Linked DNA regions of Mus musculus: regions 2, 3 and 4 are each linked to region 1. The links are chromatin contacts, called in public Hi-C and HiChIP or PLAC-seq maps. All regions are on one chromosome and are shown on one strand. Each heading gives the region's core, a stretch centred on a gene start, on an enhancer-like site or on the middle of the called end of the contact. The rest is flanking DNA. Distances are from core to core; before and after follow the strand shown.

What was found. A called contact is a pair of places that touch in the nucleus more often than the background predicts. HiChIP or PLAC-seq counts read pairs in DNA pulled down with a chosen protein or histone mark.
Region 2: an H3K4me3 HiChIP or PLAC-seq map of bone marrow-derived macrophages shows a contact between it and region 1, with 7 times the contacts expected there. The contact joins two enhancer-like sites. A contact is called at or near these places in 2 of 484 Hi-C or Micro-C datasets (bone marrow-derived macrophages and nephron progenitors), 5 of 115 datasets of contacts at active chromatin or transcription factors (bone marrow-derived macrophages, embryonic stem cells and stem cell-derived neural progenitor cells) and 1 of 9 other capture datasets (embryonic stem cells).
Region 3: a contact with region 1 is called in a Hi-C map of uterus, with 2.8 times the contacts expected there. The contact joins two enhancer-like sites. A contact is called at or near these places in 11 of 484 Hi-C or Micro-C datasets (MC3T3-E1-derived osteoblasts, beige adipocytes, bone marrow-derived macrophages and 7 more), 5 of 115 datasets of contacts at active chromatin or transcription factors (bone marrow-derived macrophages, differentiating embryonic stem cells, embryonic fibroblasts and 2 more) and 1 of 9 other capture datasets (embryonic stem cells).
Region 4: a Hi-C map of uterus shows a contact between it and region 1, with 2.6 times the contacts expected there. The contact joins the promoter of Rad23b here to the enhancer-like site in region 1. A contact is called at or near these places in 1 of 39 promoter capture datasets (pre-B cells), 3 of 484 Hi-C or Micro-C datasets (B cells, muscle stem cells and uterus) and 4 of 115 datasets of contacts at active chromatin or transcription factors (embryonic stem cells and thymic regulatory T cells).

Annotation. Positions count from the first base shown.
Region 1 is chr4:55,512,891-55,516,544 of GRCm38.p6, forward strand. No RefSeq gene overlaps it. Among named protein-coding and RNA genes, the nearest start is that of Klf4, 18 kb to the right of the region's middle. Within about 2 kb of position 1,956, at least 148 of the 459 cell types and tissues checked have an H3K27ac peak or open chromatin away from gene starts, as enhancers often do. A contact at or near this core is called in B cells, beige adipocytes, bone marrow-derived macrophages and 4 more, where this site is marked.
Region 2 is chr4:55,763,710-55,767,363 of GRCm38.p6, forward strand. No RefSeq gene overlaps it. Among named protein-coding and RNA genes, the nearest start is that of Gm34482, 190 kb to the right of the region's middle. Within about 2 kb of position 1,817, at least 3 of the 459 cell types and tissues checked have an H3K27ac peak or open chromatin away from gene starts, as enhancers often do. A contact at or near this core is called in bone marrow-derived macrophages, where this site is marked.
Region 3 is chr4:55,730,281-55,733,934 of GRCm38.p6, forward strand. No RefSeq gene overlaps it. Among named protein-coding and RNA genes, the nearest start is that of Gm12511, 160 kb to the left of the region's middle. Within about 2 kb of position 1,946, at least 131 of the 459 cell types and tissues checked have an H3K27ac peak or open chromatin away from gene starts, as enhancers often do. A contact at or near this core is called in beige adipocytes, bone marrow-derived macrophages, embryonic fibroblasts and 2 more, where this site is marked.
Region 4 is chr4:55,348,255-55,351,908 of GRCm38.p6, forward strand. Rad23b (RAD23 homolog B, nucleotide excision repair protein) reads left to right here and starts at 1,788. Exons shown (of 10, transcript NM_009011.4): 1 at 1,788-2,173. The coding sequence starts at 2,108.

The sequences.
Region 1 (3,654 bases), core at 706-3,205:
AGGAGAGGCCCCTGGTCTTGCGAAGATTATATGCCCCAGTACAGGGGAATGAGGATATTTTCAAGAGCTAGAGAAGACAGGAATTTTCTTTTCCTCACACCTTATCATAATCCACAAAAATACCATATTTGGATTTTTGCTTTGCTAAAAATGAATATTATTACATCAGTGCTCATATACTTCTTGTTTAAACTGTTTTGCCTTTAAAAAAAATTTTTGTGACAGAGTCTTGGGGAAACAGCCCATGCTGGCCTCTAACTTTCAATCCTCCTGCTTCAACCTCCTGAGTGTTGGGATAACAAGCACGGACTACCATACTCAGTAGGACTAATTACAAACACCGTACCAATGCCCTTCTCATCATAGCCCTTTACTTCTGGTACAGAGAGCACCAGAAAACCCAAAACAAAACAGACCCCCCTAAAAAAAAATCCCAACAGATCAGTCTGGTGAGGTTACACTTCACTTGCCTGTGCCTTACACGCCTACAGTCCCAGAATTTGGAAGGTGAAAGAAGAGGGGGTGAGGTCCAGAGTATGTGAGACCCTTTTAGAAAAGAAGCAGAAGCAAACAAACACATAAAAACTCCTAATAGATTTCCATGGTGACTCTTGTCTCCGTTCACGCTGACTGTTGAATTAGATGCCCCAGAACAGGACTGAAAAAGAACATGTCCAAGAAGACCCATTCCCCCCTCTCTAGGCAAAGTGCCAACCTTTAGCGAGAGCACACAAGTGGCAGGTGTCCCAGGAGGTATCCTCTGATAAAGTCAAAGTCTGGGAAAGGGCGTGAAGGCAAGCTCTCCCCAATCCACCAAATCTGCACACTGCTCCATTCCAGCGGGAACTAGTAACTCACCCTGAGAGATGTGCCTGCTGTACTGGGTCCAAGGGAAGTTATAGGATAAAGACCTCTGGCAACTGGTAAGTCTGTGTACACTAACACTTTCTAACACGATCACTTCAGAAAGAATGTGAGATGTGTGTGGGAGAGGTGTTAAGGAGAAATGAGAGCACATGGTCCCAGTAGTCCGAGCTTCCTACATGGGCTGAGATGTGGCTTAGTGGGTACTTTCTTCCCTCTTAAGTGTCTGAGAACACAGTAGCACACGTTGTCTGAGATGACACACACACACTAAATAAGGAAAGAAATGGGGAAAATTAAGTTGTACTCTGACCTTATTACAGGAGCTGCAGCATATAAGCCACCGCCCCAACTCCACTTAAAAACCTAGTTTTCTGCATTGCAAGCTGCCTGAGTGAGCAAACATGACTGCCACAGGCAAAGATCTATAGACCGCTGAGCATCTGCTATGTGTTGTCAAAAAAGGACCCTGGATCTGCTGGTTGACTGTGTGAGGAGTAAAGTCTCTCTTTGCACCTGTTTTGTGTGTGTGTGTGTGTGTGTGTGTGTGTGTGTGTGTGTGTGTGTGTGTGTGTAGTACTGTTGCTCTTGGGCCCTGACAGCTGATGTCACAGCTAGGGGCTTTGCATTTCTTACTTGGGAAGCAGATAAGATCATTACTATTTTGCAACGAGGAAATGAAGTTCAGAGAGAAGACAGTTGAGTTTACAGCCACAGGTGACAGTATCCCACCTGGGCAGTCGGATTTCTTCTCTGTGGGAAGGTAAATGAGGGGGGTTGTAGCTCTGCTGTCCAAGACCTACGTAGCATGCACAAAATCCTGTCTTTAATCCTTGGTACCAAAACGATAAGAAACAAACCCAGAACCCTGTCCTCGTCTGCAGCCCACCCACTCCTTCTCTGAAATGATCGTACGACCTCCCAGTATTCATCCGCCAAGAAGAGGCCTGGGAATCAAGTTTCAGGAGCCCCAAACCAAGTACTGATGAGAGTCAAAATGAGAAATCCCGTACAAGAGTCAGTCTAGGGCTTGGGTCTAGGCTCTCCCTCCTGCGGCCGCGTTACTGCAAGAGGACCGGCGGGAGGCGCTGCAGACCGCGCCGCACCCGCCTCCAGCTCAAGCCCTCAGGCCTCCCGGGCACCGGGGCCGCCCAAGAGCGTCGCGGACTCTGGGCGATCGGCTCTTCCGCCAGCCACACCCTACGATCTTCCATTCCACCTCCTCTTGGAGAGGAACAGGGACGCTAAGGAGTTCTTCCGGGCGTGGCAGGGGACCTGGAATACGTTGGTGCGCTCCGGCAGAGCGAGAACTGCCCTCAGCGGGGACTCCAGGCGGAGCCCGATGCTCACTGGGTCGCGCATGCGCCGCTTTCCAGTCCAGTCCCAAGTCTCCTCCGCCAGCTGTAGCGGAGCGGCTCGCACCGCATCCCACCCCACAGGGAACCCTATTTCCGACTTTGAATCCCAAAGTGGATAGGCTGGTTCTGGGCTTGCATTGCAGCCAGCAGAAGCCCAGGCAACTGACACTCCAGTCTCCGGGGTGGGGACCCTGGTCGTCTCTGCTGATTCCCCCAAAGCTAATTGCCTCAGGAGAAGCACGTAGACCATCCAGGTGCTGGGCAGAGAGGAAAGGTGTTTCTGAGAGTTAGCTTATAATAATACATCAGCATGCACGTTGGATTTCCATTTTCGCTTTTTCATAGCTTTCCAATCCCCAAGGACTCTGTAGAAATTCAGGTGTGTGATTGTTATGTGTGTGCCACAGATAGCGATGGAAGAACTGCCCAGAACTTGTTGACATTCATTAAAATACAAGCTAACATCCTCACACGTTTTAGACCTACAGTATTAGGAACAACTCATCATGGCAAAGTTACTCGCCCAACATCTGTTCATTCCAATGGGAGGGTTTCTTTCCTGCCAAGAATTTTATGAATTTTATATAGGAGCTTGGTCCTGTTTGGGGAAGGTAGAGAAAGCCTGCCAAAGCGGCCTGGAAGAACTAAGGGATGATTCGCTTGTGACTTTGAAAAGGCTCTTGACGCTGGGAAAGTCGCCCTTCGGAAGAACACAGAAAAACAAAATCCCAAACAAGTGGCACGTGACCAGAAACAGCAGAGCAAGGTCAAGGCCCAGAGTCTGGCCGACCCACACGATTCTGTTCTAGCTTTGTTCAGAGAGGGTCTAATCCTTTGTGGAGAGAGGGAGGGTATTATGGGCCTGAAACCCAAACAACTCCTATCTGGGGATGCTGCAAGCTCCTTTCATTTCACACAGACCAGATAGGAGTAATCGTTCATCACCCAAACTCCTGTTAATCTCTGCATCTCCAATCCATTGTCTTCTCAATTGGAGTCTGCTGACTGGAAAGTTTATCTCCCGAAACCCATCATCAGGGGTGCTTGGAAGCCATCAGAGGGAAAAGGGCATCCAGTGAGTTAGCCCTTGAAACATTAATGATTACCTCTGGACTCAATGCGGGTTTGTTTATCCAAGCAGATTTCCAATAGGCTTCTCCTTAGCCATTGAAAGAACTATCTACTGTAGAGTAGGTCTGACGTGAGCAACGGGCAGGCTGTCCTTTTCCATCCGAAAGGCCACTGCAGAGTCTTCACACTAAGTGGAATGGGCTGTGCTGTCGTCATTCCGGGATTTCAGATGAAGTATGTCATGGTATTGTCTTCACTGTGTTGTGTGATGGAAGAGAAATAGAAGAAACAATCCTGATATGTTTTAAATAAGTATCAAGAGGAAACCAAGCAGGGTAAAGAGCTAAAGACGAAGCAGCAA
Region 2 (3,654 bases), core at 567-3,066, 250 kb after region 1:
CTCTCAAACAAAGAATAAACTGAAGCCTAAAGAGATTGAGCTAAGACTTTCAAGGTCATGTTAACAATGAGTTGAATCAAAGACAAAGCCTTCTGGGCTCCTGATAACTTCACAACAGCATTTCCACCAAGCTGACCCCGGGCACAGTCTTGGATTGGGATTGTATGTTTTTTTTCCATTGATGGTTTTCAGAAAGCATTCTGGTTACTTGTGTGAAAATCATACCTAACAGACTCCACATCTGGGGCTGCAACCCCTAATCTTTAAACATGCTTATTTTCAAAGTTGCTTGCTACAAAATTACTTGTAACAGGCAAGTGACCAGATAGAACCTAGAGGGAAAAGAATAGAGAACATGGTGGAATAGTATGCTCCCAGAAAAATCCTCAAGATGATACACAGGAATGGATGAGGAAGTGTCTCTGCTTTAAATGTTAAACGGAAAAACAAGAAAATGCTTTCTTAATGTTGATTAGATACCTTTATCATTAGGAGGTTGACTTAGTCAGGGTTTCTATTCCTGTACAAACATCACAACCAAGAAGCAAGTTGGGGAAGAAAGGGTTTATTCAGCTTACACTTTCCACATTGCTGTTCATAACCAAAGAAAGTCAGGACTAGAACTCAAGCAGGTGAGGAAGCAGGAGCTGATGCTGAGGCCATAGAGGAATGTTGCTTACTGGCTTGCTTCCCCTGGCTTGCTCAACTTGCTTTCTTATAGAACCCAGGACTACCAGACCAGGGATGGTCCCACCCACAAAGGGCTCCCCCCACTTGATCACTAATTGAGAAAATGCCCCACAGCTGGATCTCATGGAGGCATTTTCTCACCTGAAGCTCCTTTCTCTGTGATAACTCCAGCTTGTGTCAAGCTGACACACAAAACCAGCCAGTACAGGGGTGTTGGACTGTGGGCACTTTTCTTTAGTTTTTATGTCCATATCTGTCTATCCCAAACTTTATGTAGTGAATCCTCTTTCCTTCCTTTTGCAGCATGTGTTTATTGCCATCTAGTCTGGGTGAAGCCTGGACATCTTCGGGGCCTCAGTGTGGGTATGCTGCAGCTTCTCTTAGGATATGTTGACTGTTTATAGCATGGCTTCCCCCCAAAACAACACAGTTTCTGTTCATGCCCTGGTGAGGAAGCCTGGCGATGGGGTCGGGTGAATTTAAAGAGCAAGGTGGTGATTTTTTTTAACTGCTTGGTGCTGGGACAGAGTTCATTGAAATGCTGTTCAATGACACCTCTGGACTTGGAGTTACTTAGATCTTACACAAAGCCTGTGGAATTGAGACTCAAAAAAGACATTTTTTTTTTTTTTTGAAGAGGAGTGGAGGGCACTTCACACTTTGTATTGTTAGGTGGCTTCAAAATTCAAGCTTACAGTCCTCCTGCCTTGACCTTTTGTGTGCTGATATTACAGGCAAATATTAATGCATACAATTCAGCGACCTGTAGTTGGATCTCTTTTTATTTTAGGCCTTCCTTCCTTCCTTCCTTCCTTCCTTCCTTCCTTCCTTCCTTCCTTCCTTCCTTCCTCTCTTCTTTTTTCCTTCCATCTCTTTTTCTCCTTTTCTTTTGTGGAGGTTTATAAAATACTTTATGGCCTTAGCCACTTTTATATATAGACTAGTAATGCCAAATATATGAACACAGTTGTGGGACAGTTTCTTTCAAGTCTGCCTTCTTGCTTGTCTGAAACAGACTCTCACTTTGTTGCACAGGCTGGTCTGGAGCTCTCTGTGTAGTCCAAGTTTGTCTCACCTCCATGCATTCTCTTGCCTATGTCTACCCTTGGCTGGGATTGCAGACATGAAGTAACTTTCTCCTTAACTTCCTCTTCTTCCCTCTCAGCACTGTGTATGCTGAGCAAGTGCTGTATCAGACAATTACATTCCCAGGCTTAACAGCTTTTCTGAGGTGGAGTTGATATGGAAAACTGATCTAATGAACATAATTTGACAGATTTGGAGACAAACACACACATGCCCAAAACATAAAGATGGTCAGTTTACCTCTTACCTCCATCACTTGTGTGTTGGTGACAAAAACACCTAACAAAAAGTAGTATGCATATATTATATTTAGTCACAGACATTCTGTTGGGCAGACAGAATATTGAATTATGCATCTTGCACACCAAATATTGTAGCATCTATGGAAAACAGTGTGGTGATTTCTCACAAGATTAAAAATAGAATCACTGAATGATCCAGCAACTTCATTCTGAGTGTGTACCCAATTGAATTAAAACCAAGACACTCCCAGACTCACTACACAGTGATATATACCAGGATATGGAGCCAAATTCACAGATGGCTACTTAAAAGGAAATATGGCAAATACACATAAAGGAATATTTTTTGGCATTAACTAAGACGGAGATTCTATCATATGTGGCAACATGGGTCGATCCCTGGCCCCCATTCCCTTAGACCTTGGTCTAAGTGAGATGCCACAGCCATGGGACAAATATGAGCAGATTCCAGCTCTGTGTGTTAGTAAGCTGCTATCCTCAAGCTCAGGTGCTGGGGCTGTGAAATGGAAATGTCCTAACTCTCTGGGAGTGTGGTTGTGAGCACTGACGTGACCGTGTGATGGGTCTGGCCAGCGATGTCATCTGAAAACTGCTGGTCACTGGCGCTGCAGCAACATCTCATGCCCCATATTTCCCTGGAGAATTGGCAGGTCAAGGCCTGGCAATAGGAAAGAAAAATTCATCTCCAAACACATTGTTTCCAGTAAGAGCACTTTTTCAATAAGGTGTGTGATATTTCCTCTCTCACAAACCACATCGTTTATTGTTTATCCTTTTTATGGTTCACAAGAAATGTTCTTTTATGGTTTTAATGTCTTCCTTGAAAAGTAAAGGAAGTACCTGCCTCAGGTTTAGGGGAAAAAAGAACTTTCCTTTGAGTTCTAAAAGCTGTCAAACCTAATGAGACAGGGAAGCTTGCAAACACTCATTAAACACGAAGCTGAGGATAAAGATGACCTTCTGTTTCTTTGGCATTTATAAGCTGGGTTTTCCCACACTTAGCAAGATCTGCCCAGGACCTGGAGCTGGGATCAGGGATATAAAGACAAAAGGTTTAATTACTCTGCCCACCTACCTCTTCACCGATTTCTCCAGAAGATAGACTTGAAAATTGACACGTGGCATTCTACACAGTGAATTGTGGGGGTGACAGACTGAGACACCCATGCTAGCTAAGGAAGTTATGAAAGCACACAGCAGGCAGAGCATTCATCTACTGAACCTTAAGAACTCTTGTCCCTTCCATGTCCCTATCATGGCATAGTGTAGGCACACGCCACCTCTGCCCTTGGTGTACCAAGGCTCACTTGGGCAGGGGATTTTACTTTTGTTAGCATCTGGGGCAGGCGGCATGTTCACAGGTGACATGAAGCCATTAGCACAATGAAAGTGGGAACATCCTGATTCCTGATCCAGAAACCCAGTTTTAACTGAGACGGGCCTTGAAGAAATATACACACATGTATAGCTTTGTGTTTCAAATGCATCTATTAATGCCTAGCACGGTTTTGTGTGCCTGTAATCCTGGCACTCAGAAAGCACAGGAAAGAGGACTTTGGCTTCCAGGCCAGCTTGGGCTACGAGGTGAGTTTACGTTGGCCTGGGCTTCATAGCA
Region 3 (3,654 bases), core at 696-3,195, 220 kb after region 1:
TGGCCAGAAATGACTGGCCTGGCTGAGCCCTCTGTAAGGGCTGGGATAGTGCTACAGAGGGCAAGGCGAATGGGCATTGTCTGCTCTGAGGCAGGATCTACTTGCCCTTTTGCTGTGGGCTTAGGAGAGGGTGCAGGCTGAGCTGAAAGCCAGCACCACCCACGCTGTAACAGAACACTTTTCTCCAGGCTGACCCAAAGCTAGATGGTGGTTGCATCACTTCCTCTGGTGTTGTGGAAGCCACATGACTCTGGCATCTGGTTTGCCAGGGATGAAAGGGAGCCCTGCCTGCCCACGATGCTGGCACACAAGACCCTGGGTCCTGTGTGTCTTCTTTTAATATTCCGTTTCCCTAGCAAATGGGGTAAAGTTGCTGTAGTAGCTACTGCTGTTGCTGATGCTGAAGTTGCCTAGTGCTCAAACTCTCTGGAAGGACAACCCAAAGAACAACCCGAAGGCTGGAGAATGAAGAGGAGTTAAGGCTGTGACTCTTCTTGGTAGTCAGCTCTCTGTCACTGTGACATAAATACCCAAAGTAGTCAACTTATAAAAGGGAAACGTTTGTTTTTGTTCCTGGTTTCAATCCCTGGTCTTGTTGGTCCAGAATTTGATAGTGTTGGAATAGCAGTACATCACTGTGGTCATAAATGGGCAGGTCTCAAATCTCTCCTTCAATGACCTCCTTTCCTTCCACAAGTTTCTATGTCCTCAGCATCCTATGATCTCCCAGTTGCAGCACAGAATGCGGACCAAGTATCAGATACATAGGTCTCTGGGGACATTCATTCCAAACTACAGCATCTTTTTGTTAGATAAGGACATCTGAATGCCATGCTCGCCTGCTGTGAGTGTTGCTACCTTCTTTAAACTTCATGAAAGAGCAGGCAGGGGTTTTTTGTTTTGTTTTGAATTGACAGAGACTCTAAAGAGATTGTTTTTTAAACCCAGTGATGTACCCTCAGACATGCACACATACATGAATGCACACACATGCACACAGCACTGGTATACATGACAGACAGGTCCTCTTAGCTAATGTGATGCTAAGATTCCAGAGAGCTTGGAAATTTACTCAGTAATACCCAAATAATACCCATACATATGCATGAATGTTCTCTGTGTTTGGTCTCTGTCTCTGTCTCTATCTGCCTCTGCCTCTGCCTCTGCCTCTGCCTCTGCCTCTGCCTCTGCCTCTGTCTCTGTCTCTGTCTCTGTCTCTGTCTCTGTCTCTGTCTCTGTCTCTGTCTCTGTCTCTGTCTCTGTCTCTTCTCACAGTGTTAGTGGAAGGTAAGATGAGATTTTGAACTCCATTTGATTGAGGCTGATTATCACATTCAGGTCATCTAGGCCACTGTGTCGCAGTTTTATGGCTTTATTTTGGAAGGTCACTCTGGAAGCTCAGGCTGAAATAAATGACAAAGGGCAAAGTTCACACACACACACACACACACACACACACACACACACACACACACCAGATTCAAGTGACTAGGAAAGAAGGAAAAAGAATGCTCTTTTACAAATTTTCCTTTTTTTCAATTTTTTATTGGATATTTTCTTCATCTACATTTCAAATGCTATCCCAAAAGTCCCCTATAACCCCCCCGCCCGCCCTGCTCCCCTACCCACCCACTCCCACTTCTTGGTCCTGGCATTCCCCTGTACTGGGGCATATAAAGTTTGCAAGACTAAGGGGCCCCTCTTCCCAATGATGGCCGAAAAGGGGGAGCCTGATTTTCCTGGGAACCTGTGATGTATGGACTAGCACGTCTTCTCTGCTTCTCTGTCCATTCACTCACCCACCACTCCTCTGCTAATGCCTGGCTGGCCAGGAATACACTTTCTATTTAGAAAGCAAAGGCAGCCAGCTTTGGGCCTGGGCCTGGAGACTGACTCACTGTTGTTGGGATGACACATTGCCTGCACACATTTCACAATTCTCTGAAACACCAGACTTATTTCTGTGAGTATGCAGAGGCCCACTTCACCATCCACCTAAGGCCACACACAAAGGCTGTGCTATTTTTCTTCCCTGGGGCCTAAATGGATGGCAGGACTTCCTATGCCTGAAACATCACCCTCGTTTGGAAGGAGAGAAACACCGGCCAAGAATTGCAACGTTTTTTAACCAGAGTCTGGCTAGCTTTCAATAGCTGCACGCCAAAGCTATACCAGACAGAGAAATGGCTATGAATGGGGTAGGGGTTGGACTGAGGCTTAAAAACAAGGCAGAAAAAAATACAGATAACAGAGAAGAAAAGAGAGGAGAGGAGAGGAGAGGAGAGGAGAGGAGAGGAGAGGAGAGGAGAGGAGAGGAGACAGAATGAGATAGTACATAGGAAGTAAAAGAGGAAATTTAAATAGAGAAAGGTTGCACAGAAATGATTGAAGAATTGGAGCAGAGGGCGAGAGTTCCAGGCTGTGATCATTTCTTCATGTGCCTTTCCCTCCATTTTTGGGTGAGCACTCTTAATCCCCATTACTAAGAAGCAAGAACAGGGGACCAGGAAGTTACAATCTAATGTCTCAGGTGGAAGGGAAGACATTTTTGTTTATTAAACAAACAAACAAACAAATATACATACATACAAGCAAACAACAACCTCATATTGTCGACCAGGCAGACCCAGCACTCACTAAGTAGCCCAGGCTGGTATGGTACTACTTATGGTAGTCTTCCTGCTTGACCTATTGATTTCTGGGATAACAAGTATGCGAAGCCAGCTCGCTCTACATCAGTGTGAGGGGCTTGGACAGTCTTCCACAGTCTTTCTGGAATCTGAAAGCCTAAAGGATACTCTTGTTGACCAGAGAGCTAGCTGGGAAGGCCGAGAATCTGGATGGCCAGTGACAGTGGCCTCTGAGGAGTTGTTTATGCACTTAGACATTAAGTGCCTAAGACTTGAAGGGCCGGCCCCATATTCAAAGCCCTGGATTCAGAACTATCTGGAAACTTCCTCCAGGGTAAACAAAAACAAGCACTTCAGCTCCCTTGCCAGGGCATCTCGCTCCAGAAAGGACGGGAAGGAAAGGAGAGTGATGCTGCTTGTTCCCCTGTGAAGGAAAGGTTACAACAACATTTTCTCTGGGCAGCTGTGAGGTCGGCAGGCAGACTTTTCTCTGGTAACCATCTCGATGTGTCTGTGTGGAAAGTACCTAAGAATGACTAAGCCCTGGCTGAGTTGATTCATTTGTCACTTCACTTGTGGGACTTTGGCCCTGTTCTAGAGGCCACAGAGTGTTTTCAGCACATCTGACCCAGGCCTCCATGTAGGGTGGCAGGTGAGAGAGAGCACAGACTTATAGGACTCTGTTTATAGGGAAGGACCCCAGGGAGGAGGGAGGGTTTGGGCTCACTGGAATCCTGTCAGGACTTCTAAGAAGTCTAAACTCCTAATCCCTGTCAGCAGAGGAGTCAGGAGTCTGTGCAAGTGGCCAGAGTTTGAACGGAAATGCTCATTCACGGAGCATCCAAGATAGGCTGGAAGTTTACTTAAAGTTGTCTCGTCCTTCCTCACGCTAATAGTGTGAGGCAAGTGTTGCTTTGCTTCCTCGTTGGAATGAAGCCTTCACAGGAAAAGAAGCCCAAAAGAGTTCACATCTCTAACTCAAGCTGGGGATGGGGTCAGGAGACTCTGGGGAGGCAGGGCTATC
Region 4 (3,654 bases), core at 538-3,037, 160 kb before region 1:
GATAAGACCTGACCCTGTTTTGGATGTGGTGGCTAGGCAGCAGGAGTCAGGGAAGAAAGGGACTTAAGGATGATGACGATGTTTGGATCTGAGTACCTAAGAGGTGGAATGTCATGAGTGAGGGGAGAAATGGCTTGAAGGGAAAGCCCATAAGGAAGTCAGTTGCTACCTTTGCCCATGTTTTTTTCCAGCATCTGGTTACGCTGAAAACAGTAATACTGCTTTGCCTTTGGCTGACCCTATAGCTAAAGGGAGAGATCCCAGCTGCCAGTTTTTCAGAGCAAAAGTTGAGCATACCTGGTGACTAAGACTAGTTCCACAGGAAGACAGCCTAGCCGGCAGAGAATTCGATATTTATCATAGTTCAGGGACATACCTTGTCGGTGGAGAGGGGGCTTGGTTAGGGAAAGTTCCATGACAAAATTATATCCTAGCTTCTGGAATCATGAAAATCCAAATAGCGATACTGTAATCATTGATGGTGCTGGCTCAGAGATGGGGGATGCTCATAATTGTCCTCACTGTGGTCTGATGGTAACTGCTTTTTCTTCTTTTTAAGTCTAACAGGGGTCACTGCACTATTAAGAGGCAGCATACAGACAAGCACCTAAAGTGTCACTTACTATTGTGGTGCTTATTACCCGACACCTCTGCACTCTGGTCTTATCGCTGTGTAAATAATCATACAGCTACAGCCAAGCACTTAACTTTGTGTTCCTGACTCTAAGACTTACATGCATTATCCCACCCTCTCCAACCACCAATTAGCTGAGTGACATCTCACCCTTACTGCCAAGGAACCAGAAGCACGTCTACCTATTTTTCTAATATTTACCTTGTACCTACAATGTGCTAGGCTTATTCTGTAGGCTTTGGGGCACAACGTGGGCAAAACAAAATGCATGCCTCTGTGTAGCTTCAGCCTGGGGACCAGAAAAAGAAGAGAAGACACACACGCTAAATACACATAGTGTAGAGTACCCAGAAGGTGATGAATGGTTACTGAGACAAGTGGAGCTGGATAATGAGATCCGAATAAGATACTTTAAGTTGGATAGGCAGGATAGAGTTCAAGAAGGCGACATTTGAGCAAAGATTAAAAGGGTCCACGTGCAAAGGAAAGCAGCGCTTGGGGTGAGGCGGGGGGGGGCGGGGGAAGGGGGTGAGGAGAGGCAACCGCCTAATATCTACCACCAACACCTAAACGAAGCAAAACGATAGAGGGAAAGGCGTGACACAACTAGGCCTCCTTCTTAAATCCGCCTTTCTTTAGAGGTGGGAGGTCCCAAGGCTGGTGAGAGAACACAAGACTGGCAAGCAAGCAGTCCATGGCTGAAGTCAGTCTCAGAATCAGGGAAGCAACCGGCATTACACATGCTCGACTGGCGATGTGCGCCCCTCCTGGGCCGGCCCTCGGCAATCCTTGCACTAAGGCTCCGCCCGCTCCACCGCCCTCAAGGTTCCGCGCTCGCTGAGCCGCAGCCACTGAGCCGGGACTCCACGTAGCCGTTCCCCGGCTACGGGTTGCGCAACTCGCGCCGCTGGGCGGAGCCTGGATGTAGGCGGAGCCACTGCAGGACCGCGGAGCGGACCAGGCCTCCGCGAGCGCCTCTGCTTGCGAAGTGCGCCTGCGCACGCCGGTGCCGCGCCGCACGATATTCCAGCCCCACCCATCGCCCCGCCTCCAATTCCCGGGCGGAGTTCCTGTTCACGCCTGCGCACTGCGTCGCCGCACCCTGCGCCTGCTCAGATCGCCCGAGTCTGGCCCCATCCTCCGGGTTTTTTTCTGGTGGGGGAGGGGTCACGTCTCGGCGAGTCACGGTGATGGCGGCCACCATCCTGTGGTGAGGTAGCGGGTTCTCTGCGTCTCTCGGGGAGTCCCTCGCGCCTCCTGCGGGCCCAGTGGCTGGCGCGTGAGGAAGCACCGCGGGTCGAGCTTACCGGGAAAGCCGCGGGAGCGAGCGGCGGCGCGGCCAGGGGAGACGCGGGGCCCGGGGTGAGTGCGACTCCGGGCGAATGTGACAAGCCCCCCCACCCCCACCGCCTTCCTCCCGAGAGCGCGAGGATCGCGGCCACCCCGGGGCGGCCAGGCCCCGGCTTAGGCACCATGCAGGTCACCCTGAAGACCCTTCAGCAGCAGACCTTCAAGATCGACATCGACCCGGAGGAGACGGTATGCGCCGCCGGGTTAGGGGAGCGCGGGCCCGAGTCGGGGCGGCGCGGGAGGGCCCCAGAGGGGCGTCGGGTCACCGCCGGCTTTGTGGCCGACAACGAGGAAGGCCCGGGGGCAGATGGCGTGGAGCAGCACCGGTCCGCGTGGGCGCTGGTGGCCGCGGCCCGGAGCGCGTGGTCGTGGGGACGGAGGGGGAGGGGAGACCTGGCGGCCTGGGCGCTGGAGCCGGGCCTGACGTGCACAGGTGGGGGAGGGAGGGAGACCCAGGCGAAGCCACCACCCTCCGGCGACATGGCTAGGTGCAGAGGTCTAAGGGGCCGGTTACCCAAGACGGTGGGCCTTAAACGCGCCTAGTTTTGTCTGCAGCCGGGAGGGATGGTGGGGGAAAAATGAATTTTTTGGCCTCTCAGAAGGAGCCCTTTTATTTATGTCTTATTTTGGATTAGTTTTTACGATCCTTCCCCTCGCAGCCACTGAACCCACACCCACAGGTGGATTACGTTCTGAGGCCACGTTGGTGGTGAAGAATTTTGCATTAGAAACCTTCAGATCCGGATTTAAATGCGTTCTTTCGGTCGTCTTGGGAACCTGAACGCTCCTCGGACTCCTAGAATAGTAGTATTTGAAGGGAGGGAGAAAAATATAAAAACTTGGTGTTCTACAGTTAAAAAGCCGACTACTACACTTAACGAGTTCACGTGATAAATTCTAATGCAGTGGTCTCCGGTTTTGCCTGTAAAAAGATCTGTGTTAACTTTAATACAACTTTATGTCAGGAATCTAAAAAATGTCATGCGAATAAAATTTTTTCTCACGTGGAATTATGACGCTATGTCAATAGATTACTGCATATTTGTGTGGGGGGGTTTCCTTCTTCTTCTTCTTTTTTTTTTTTTTTGACTGATTGAGTTTGTAATTGAAACAACCAGGACGTGGTGTTAATTAAATAGATCCGAGATCCGAATTCTATTTGTGGCTCTATAACTCGTTTTCTACAGCGGGACAAACTACCCTGTTTGATTTTCTGAAATGGGAACTGTACCAGCTGAGATGGTGAGGATTAAATGGCATTTAGTTGATTTCTAAATAAGGCCTACTATGTAATCAGTATATGTTTGTGTGAAGACATGGTGTTTTGTTTTACCTATCACATCTAATATTCTAAAGTCTCCTTCAATCTTTAATAAGAAGCCAAGAATTCCCAACCTTTTTGAAATTGTGGCACAAAATAATTTTATAAGAAGTTATTTAATTTCCAGATATCTGCAATAATTCTTGAAAGTATAGAAAAACATTTACATGAGAGCTCTGCAATCTTCACAGAAGCAGTTGTTAACAATTAGTGGACAGAGGCCCTGTAGAATCAAATTTCTTCCTCACCCCCCCCCTTTTTTTTTTCTTTAGGCTTTTGAGACAGGGTTTCTCTGTGTATCTCTGGCTGTCCTGGAACTCAACTCTAGCCCTGGCTGGCCTCAAACTCA